Linked DNA regions of Sus scrofa: region 1 is linked to region 2. Evidence: chromatin contacts called from public Hi-C data. All regions are on one chromosome and are shown on one strand. The core of a region is the stretch at or near the end of the contact, and the rest is flanking DNA. Distances in the headings are between cores, read along the strand shown. Region 1 overlaps ABCA4 (retinal-specific ATP-binding cassette transporter). Region 2 overlaps ARHGAP29 (rho GTPase-activating protein 29).

Evidence for each region. A called contact is a pair of places that touch in the nucleus more often than the background predicts.
Region 1: a contact with region 2 is called in a Hi-C map of retroperitoneal adipose tissue, with 2.0 times the contacts expected there. The contact joins two enhancer-like sites. A contact is called at or near these places in 1 of 5 promoter capture datasets (liver), 9 of 47 Hi-C or Micro-C datasets (alveolar macrophages, embryonic fibroblasts, fibroblasts and 3 more) and 1 of 2 datasets of contacts at active chromatin or transcription factors (skeletal muscle).

Annotation. Positions count from the first base shown.
Region 1 is chr4:123,259,580-123,263,415 of Sscrofa11.1, reverse strand. ABCA4 (retinal-specific ATP-binding cassette transporter) reads right to left here. Exons shown (of 51, transcript XM_021090184.1): 12 at 3,361-3,566; 13 at 2,563-2,739; 14 at 314-536. Among named protein-coding and RNA genes, the nearest start is that of ABCA4, 59 kb to the right of the region's middle. Within about 2 kb of position 2,460, at least 12 of the 83 cell types and tissues checked have an H3K27ac peak or open chromatin away from gene starts, as enhancers often do. A contact at or near this core is called in retroperitoneal adipose tissue, where this site is marked.
Region 2 is chr4:123,157,891-123,161,362 of Sscrofa11.1, reverse strand. It overlaps ARHGAP29 (rho GTPase-activating protein 29), which reads right to left. Exons shown (of 23, transcript XM_013997364.2): 23 at 3,088-3,472. Among named protein-coding and RNA genes, the nearest start is that of ABCA4, 43 kb to the left of the region's middle. Within about 2 kb of position 2,007, at least 3 of the 83 cell types and tissues checked have an H3K27ac peak or open chromatin away from gene starts, as enhancers often do. A contact at or near this core is called in retroperitoneal adipose tissue, where this site is marked.

The sequences.
Region 1 (3,836 bases), core at 1,211-3,710, 100 kb before region 2:
ATAATCGCCCTCTGCTGGGCTCTGCTGACACCCGCTTCTCCGGAGGGCTCATCTGATGGGGTTGGGCCATCTATGCAGATTGTGCCTCCAAAGGTAGGAAGTGGGAGCGGGGAAGATGTTATGATCCAGTGGCTCCTTGGGGAAGCCTCTGTCTCTCCCAGTGTCTTCCGCCTTGGCCGAAATGGCCAGGCAATTACACGTCATTCTCTCTTTGGTGCCAGATAACCAATCTAGGCAAGATTTCATTAACAAGAGGAAAAGTGGGAGCAACAAAACTGTTCACGATTTTCTGGGCCTTCTCCTTCCAGCTTACCATGATGAAGAGTGTCAGGAGGCAGATGCTCATCGACATGATAGAAAAGCTGTCCAGGAACCAGGTGCACCAAATCACGGCATTGGAGACACCCTGGTTTTTCAAGGTCTCCTTCAGTCGCAACTCCTTCTCCAAGACGATGCTCTTTACGGTCATGGAGACGGAGTAGATCCAGGCCAGCACCATGAAGACAGGGAAGCAGCGGTTCAGGATGATCATAAAACTAAAGCGAAAGGAGAGAAGCAGAACAGCAGATGGCCTTGCACCTGGTGGAGGTGCCGCAAGTGTTTGTTGAATGAACGTATCAAGGACAAAGCCCAGGGGGAGGGGACAGCAAAAAAATCCCCAGGGAGTATTCAGTGGACTTGAGTCTTTAAAAACATCGCACTAGGCTGCAAGGGATTACTTTTTCTTTAGAGTAAGATGGTAGCCTTTTGGTTGGCCCAGGCGAAAGCTCTATGCGGAAATGTGTGGATAAAACTGTACTCTGCATGTTACGCAGGACAGACATTCTTCCCAGATCTCAGCTAGCGTTTTGGTTAGTTCAGATGAGTGGCCTCTGAGTGTAATGCGTAAATAAAATTACACCGTGTCTGTGACTTGGCACAGACCTTCTGGGAGTATCTCCCAGAAAGGACGGCAGACTGTGCTGGGGGAGGTGACAGCAACAGGCAGATACATCAGATTGACACTGAGGCCCAAGCCCACGGACTAAGGGAATGGTGGTGGTGAGGTCAGAAACCGGGCTCCCCGGTGAAGCACTGTCTACCTTGGAGGATTGAACCCGTTACACAGGAAGAGGCACAAGATAACTAGTCAGAGTGGCACTTCCAGGAGGCGACTGACTCATCAATAAATCGATGGTGATCCAGAGTCACTGACTCCACCAGTCGCACCCCAGTGGAGTACACCCAGGGGTCTTCATTCCAGCAAGCAGGGTGCATTGGATATTCTGGAATTACTGCACTGTGAACTTTGCGCATGTTTTCCAGGTGCTTGATGTGCTAATAAAGCCCTTTAGATTATTACCTATTGAAAACTGTTGCGTGTCACAGGAAGAGCCCAATTTCAGCGTGGGAGGGTTTCACTCAAGATGGCCCCAGGGGGAGAACCATCAATTATCCAACCTGCCCTTTGGGGACCTGCCACCAGGGGGCTCTCCCACACTGAACGCCCAGAATCCCTGCTGCGGCCTTATGGTCAACCCCACTTCCCCGCCAGTCACTCCTATTCTGATCTTAAAAGTGGAAAAGGGCTTTTGCCACTGCCTCCACTTCCCATCTCTGCCTACTGTCCAAACCCAAACTGACAGCAGAACAGCTCCCATTAGCTCCTTGGCCTGCTGTAGAGCAGAGGAAGGAATTTGGGAGGTTACACCCACACTGGGCTTTATTTTACCGCCTGACCAGCCGGCAATTCGATCCGTCCTTTCCCTGGGCTGTGCTCTCTCCTCCCTGAGTGACCCCCCGCCACACACACACACACACACACACACACACACACACACACACACTATGGTGAGCGTCCCAGTTTGTTCCTAGAAGTTGAATCCTTAAGGCCGTCGCAAACCTCTTGCTGCTAGCTGGGATGCAGAGTGCCCATCTGCCATGGACGTGAGCCCTCCCAGCCCCTCTCCCGCTCCGTCTCCTTCTACCACCCCTCAAATGCACGTTCAGAAAGCAGCAGGCTACTTGCTTGGCCTGCTACTGGCCAGCAAAGGCACAGGCCTAGGGTGGGAGTGGGCGGGGTGGGGGGGGCTGGGGGGGGGACCGCCCAGCTCATGCAGCACATGTCTCCACCTTCTCAGGAAGCAGACACCGTGGGAATGCCAGTTAGGGAAGGCGCAGCATTATTCCAAGCCTCCTAGGAGCCGGACCTACTTGTGATGCAGAGTCCTAATTGCCGATTTGGCAAATCCCTGGGCAAACACTCTGACCTGAACCCTTCCACATACCAAACCTGCTACGTAGTGGAAATTTTCAAAGCCTTTGTTCCCTCCCCCGACCTCACTTCCCCGGCCTTCATTTTCACCTTCCCTTTTCCACCCACCCCACCAACTCCTCTCTCCCATGTGGCCCTGCTTGGAGCCAGGGAGAGGCAGGCTCGTCCAGCAGAGCTCCGTTCTCCTCGGCTTGGCCCCAGGACCTGGGTTTTCCCCCAAAGAGACGGAGGCCTGGGGAGCAAGGCCACCCGCCCTGCCCCAGCAGCCTGGTTAGCTCGTTCTGGAGGGGTTGGGACCTCGGACTCACGCGTCATCCACGAAGCAGGGGTAAGGCATTTGCTGGAGATAGATGCCGACGGGCACCTCGGCCTGGGCCTGGCTCCTTGTGATCCCCTGTTCAACCATGTCCTGCAGGTAGGCAAACCCTCCCCAGATGTAACGGAAGTCTTCCACGGGGTCGGCTCTGGGGCCAGAATCCCAGTACCTAGGAGAGACCAGGAGACGTGAGGATGCTGACAGACATGGACAGCTCTCCTCAAGCTCAGGACTCCTCCTCGACGCCCCCCCACCCCCAACTTCAGTCCTCAACGCCCCCCTCCTTCTCCGCATGATCCAATCCTATTTCCTAGTTCATGGTCTACATCTGTTGCCAGGGTTAGCCACAGCGTGGCTTGTAATTGCTTTCATTCAAGGACTCTACCCTGAGCTTTACACATATATTATTTTCTCTTATCTAAGCTAATTTTACTGATTTATAGGCGGAGTCCTATCTCAATCCCCCACTCTGTCCCAAAAGTAGTTTCCAGTGACTGTGGGGAAACACCATTTGCAGAAGTTCCATGTTCATCACCAAATTGCACAAAGGCCATCCGGGGACACGTGCTGAGTTGAGGGGATCAAGACAGTGAGGCTGAGCCCTCCTGGTCCCACAGAAGAGCAGCCCCAACTGGCTGTCTTAGTTCTCTGATACCAAAGCGCTTCCAGGCCTTTCCGAGTAACCCTTCTGCCCCAGGAGGGGTGGGTGGCTCGAGCCCACAGGAGCCCCTTTCCTCCCCACACATTGTCGGGGATGCCCGGGGCCTTCTGCGACCTCCTGAGACATCACCTGTCTTTGATCTTGTTGGTTTTCTCCACCACATCTATGTCCATTCGGATCTTGTACCTCACGTGGGGTGGCAGGGAGCTGGTCCAAGGATACAGGTCAGGGAATACCACGCCAGCCCAGAACCTGTTTTCCTCCAGCAGAGACAGAGCTCGTTGGGTGAGCTGAAATTCATCATCGTAGCTTTCAAACTTATCCAGGATCAGGCACTGCGGAAAATCACAAACACTGAGAGAGGCTGAGGAGCACCCACTGCAAAGCAAGGTAGAGAATCGGGGCTGTGCTCCCGAGGATGGGTCAAAGGCAAGGAGGCCCTATAAACGTGATGTGTGCTTTACTCCAGAGTCTGGTGGCAAGTATTCGGTGTGTCTAGATTTGGGGTGAAAGGGGGCTTGGAAACGCTGACTCGCTCTCATCCCTGCAGATCTGGCGAGGCCCACGCTATCAGGCTGTCCGAGGCTGTGCAAACATGCACGTCG
Region 2 (3,472 bases), core at 758-3,257:
AAAAAAAAAAAAGTCCTGAGTCTAAGACATGCTACAAAGTACTTGCCTGTACCCTCGAAAGGGTTAAGGTCTGGGGCTCCCTGGTTGCCTAGTGGTTAAGGACCCGGTGTTGTTACTGCTGTGGTGCAGGTTTGATCCCTGGTCTGGGAACTACTGCAGGCTCTGGGTGTGGCCCCTCAAAAAAGTCTAAGGCCATGAAAAAAAGACTTAAAACTGCTCTGGAAATTTCCATTGTGGCTCAGCAGGTTAAGAACCAGACATAGTGTCTGTAAGATTATGGGTTCAATCCCTGGCCTTGCTCAGGGGCTTAAGGATCTGGTGTTGCCAGTGAGCTGTGGCGTAGGTCACAGATGAAGCTTGGCTCCCATGTGGTTGTGGCGGAGGACTATGGCTGCAGCTCCACTGTGACCCCTAGCCCAGGAACTTCCATATGCCGCAGGTGCAGCCCTAAAAAGATAGAAAGCAAACAAACCAACCACCCCCAAACCCAAAACTTTTCCAGATTGAAGAAGAAAAGATAAAGGACAACTAAATGTACCATGTGATCCGGAGCTGGGATCTGGAGCAGAGGGACTTTATGGGGCAATCAGCAAACTCTGACTGTGGTCTGTGGACCAGACATCATCCGTCAACGTCAGTCTGACTCTGATGGTCATACTCCAGTTGCGCGGGAGTACTCTTGTTTAAGGGAGTATCACTAAAGGAGGGTTAAGGAGGCTTCATGTCTGCAACTTGCAAATGATTCAAAAATTATATTGGATGTGGTCACATTAAAGCTATAAGCTTTAATACCTGTAAAATTATGAATGAATATCTTTCCAAGTTGTGGCTTCCAACCCATGCCTAACACAGAGCACTGCATTTATTTACAGTCTCCTTAAATGCCTCCTGCTACCGTCTAAAGTTTTCTCCATGAAGATCTTGTGTATGTTTCGTTAGGCTTATTCTTAGGTACTTCAAATTTTTTCATGCTATTAAGAGATCTTTCTTTTTTTTTTTTTTGCCTTTTCTAGGGCTGCTTCCTGCGGCATATGGAGGTTCCCAGGCTAGGGGTCTAATCAGAGCTGTAGCCGCAGGCCTACACCACAGCCACAGCAAAAAGGGATCTGAGCCACGTCTATGACATGCAACACAGCTCACGCCAACACCAGATCCTTAACCCACTGAGCGAGGCCAGGGATGGAACCTACAACCTCATGGTTCCTAGTTGGATTCGTTAACCACTGCGCCACGACAGCAACTCCCAAGACATCTTTCTAAATCCATTCCTTTTCTATTAGTTGCTGCCATACACACATGAGTACAGCAGACTTTTGCGTACTGATTGTGAAGGCAGCAGCTTTGCTGAACTTTAGATGTTACTGAATGGTCCTCATATGTAATCATATCAACACAGAAACAATTTCCAGCCTCTAGGAAAGAAAAACTCAGAGATTTACATATGGTGACTATATTGTCAAGAATACACAATGGTTGCCACTTCAAAGATTTCTATAGTTGTACAAATACTGTGACATGATGTCAGTTGGGAACAGTGTGGCCATAGTACTATCTTTACAGTAAATCAGCTCAGGAAGTAGGTAGGATTCCATTTGCTTCTGAGATCTCTAGGCAACAAGTCCCTTATGGGCTATCTTCATCTCTGTATCAAAAGAAATACCTTGTCCAAGCGGCACTTAAAGTAATTTTAAATACTCATAAATTCTACTTAAGTCCTCAGCATGAAAAACAAGCCTATCCAGGGAAGGTATGATCAACCCTTCACAAACGGCTTCTTGGGAACTTGAACACCATGCTTTCCACACAACCTCCCGGTGCTCTGGCAGCTCGGAAAGGGCCCACCCCCCCGCTGCCCCTTCCCTTGGCCCACATTCCTTCCGTGTGACGTCAGACAACTTCCTGCTGAAGGATCGCTACTGCATTGCTGGGTAGCAAGGAACAAGGCACGTGTGGGCGCTCTGGCAACAACACCGCCTCGAGGGAGACGTAAGGGCCCAGGAAACCAGAGAGCATCTGCAGACGGAACAGCTTCCGCAGGACAAGACGCTAAGAGCCCTAAAGGCAGGAAGGAACCCAAAGTCGAACTCTTTCTCGTGAGGTTCAAAAGTGAGGGGATGGAGCTCCGGTTGTGGCTCAGTGGGTTAAGGATCTGGCACTGCCGTGGCTATGGCTCCGATTCAACTGCTGGCCCAGGAATGTCCATACACAGCAGGTGTAGCCATAAAAAGAAACAAAAAAAAAAGGGGGGGGGAGGGGAAACCGAGAGCCTACTTGATTGTATTCTTTGGCTTATCTCAACAGATGAAAGGAAAACTAAGAATGCTTTAAAAGTACATTTTCTAAGGTTCAGCATGAAATGGTGAGAACGTTTTGGACATGGATGGTGGTCACGGTTACAGGACAATGTGAATGTACTCAAGCCACTCAACTATACACTTAAAACTTGGTAAAATGGTAAATTCTGTTACACATATTTTGCCACAATTAAAAATTTTACAGGATGCATTTTCTATTGTTAAACACTACCTAATATTCCTTAGCGATTACACAGTCTTAAGAGTATGCTTACATCAGCCCTGCGGTTGAGACAGCCCTGCGGTTGAGACTTGATTCCAACCGTGACACCTGGGGAACCTAGAATACATTACTTAACTGAGCGTCAGCTTCTTTATCCATAACACGGGGATGATAAAGTACTGACCTACCAGCTGCAGACTGCTGTAAACCTGAAATAATTTACGTGGACCTCAGCAGAGTTCACGGCATGGAGAAAGGGCTCAATAAATGTTGGCTCTTATTTTTTTTTCAGGTTTTCATACTAATACAATTCTTTTATATTTTTACAATGAGGACTAAAAACAAGGCTCCAGTGCAAAAGGGTGGGTTGTTCTTTCTCCCGAGTCCTTCATGTCATGCAGAACCACGACAACTTCCCAGAAAACGCATTCCATGTTGGAGTCAAGGGTCACAGGAGTGACACGTGCTGACGGCTAAAGCCAAGAGTCAAGAAACCTTCACGTCTCACACCCTAAGAGGCAGCAATTTCAGAAAAGCCACAAGAACTTGAAATAACTTAACTGGTTAATATATATATGTATATATATTTTATCAAGTATAACATGGTCATATAAAAGCATTTGTTACAAATATAATTCACACATACAAAAAGAGGCTATTTTACTTTTTTTGTCCCTTTTATATCCTATTTTAGGCAAAATGATAAAGCCAAGAAAATAACAGAACTGCACTAGTTCTAAAAACTGGGAATTTTATAAATGAAATATAGCCAATCATCTACACCTTCTCTCAAATTTCAGACGACACTTATTGAACTATACTCTTAGAAATGACTTAAATAAATCTTTGCATGATTCAGATGAAACATACATTGTCAATGGTTATACATCCTGGTAGAAAAAGTACATACAATTATTTATAAGTGGAAACATTTCATACAAAAGGAATGGTAAAA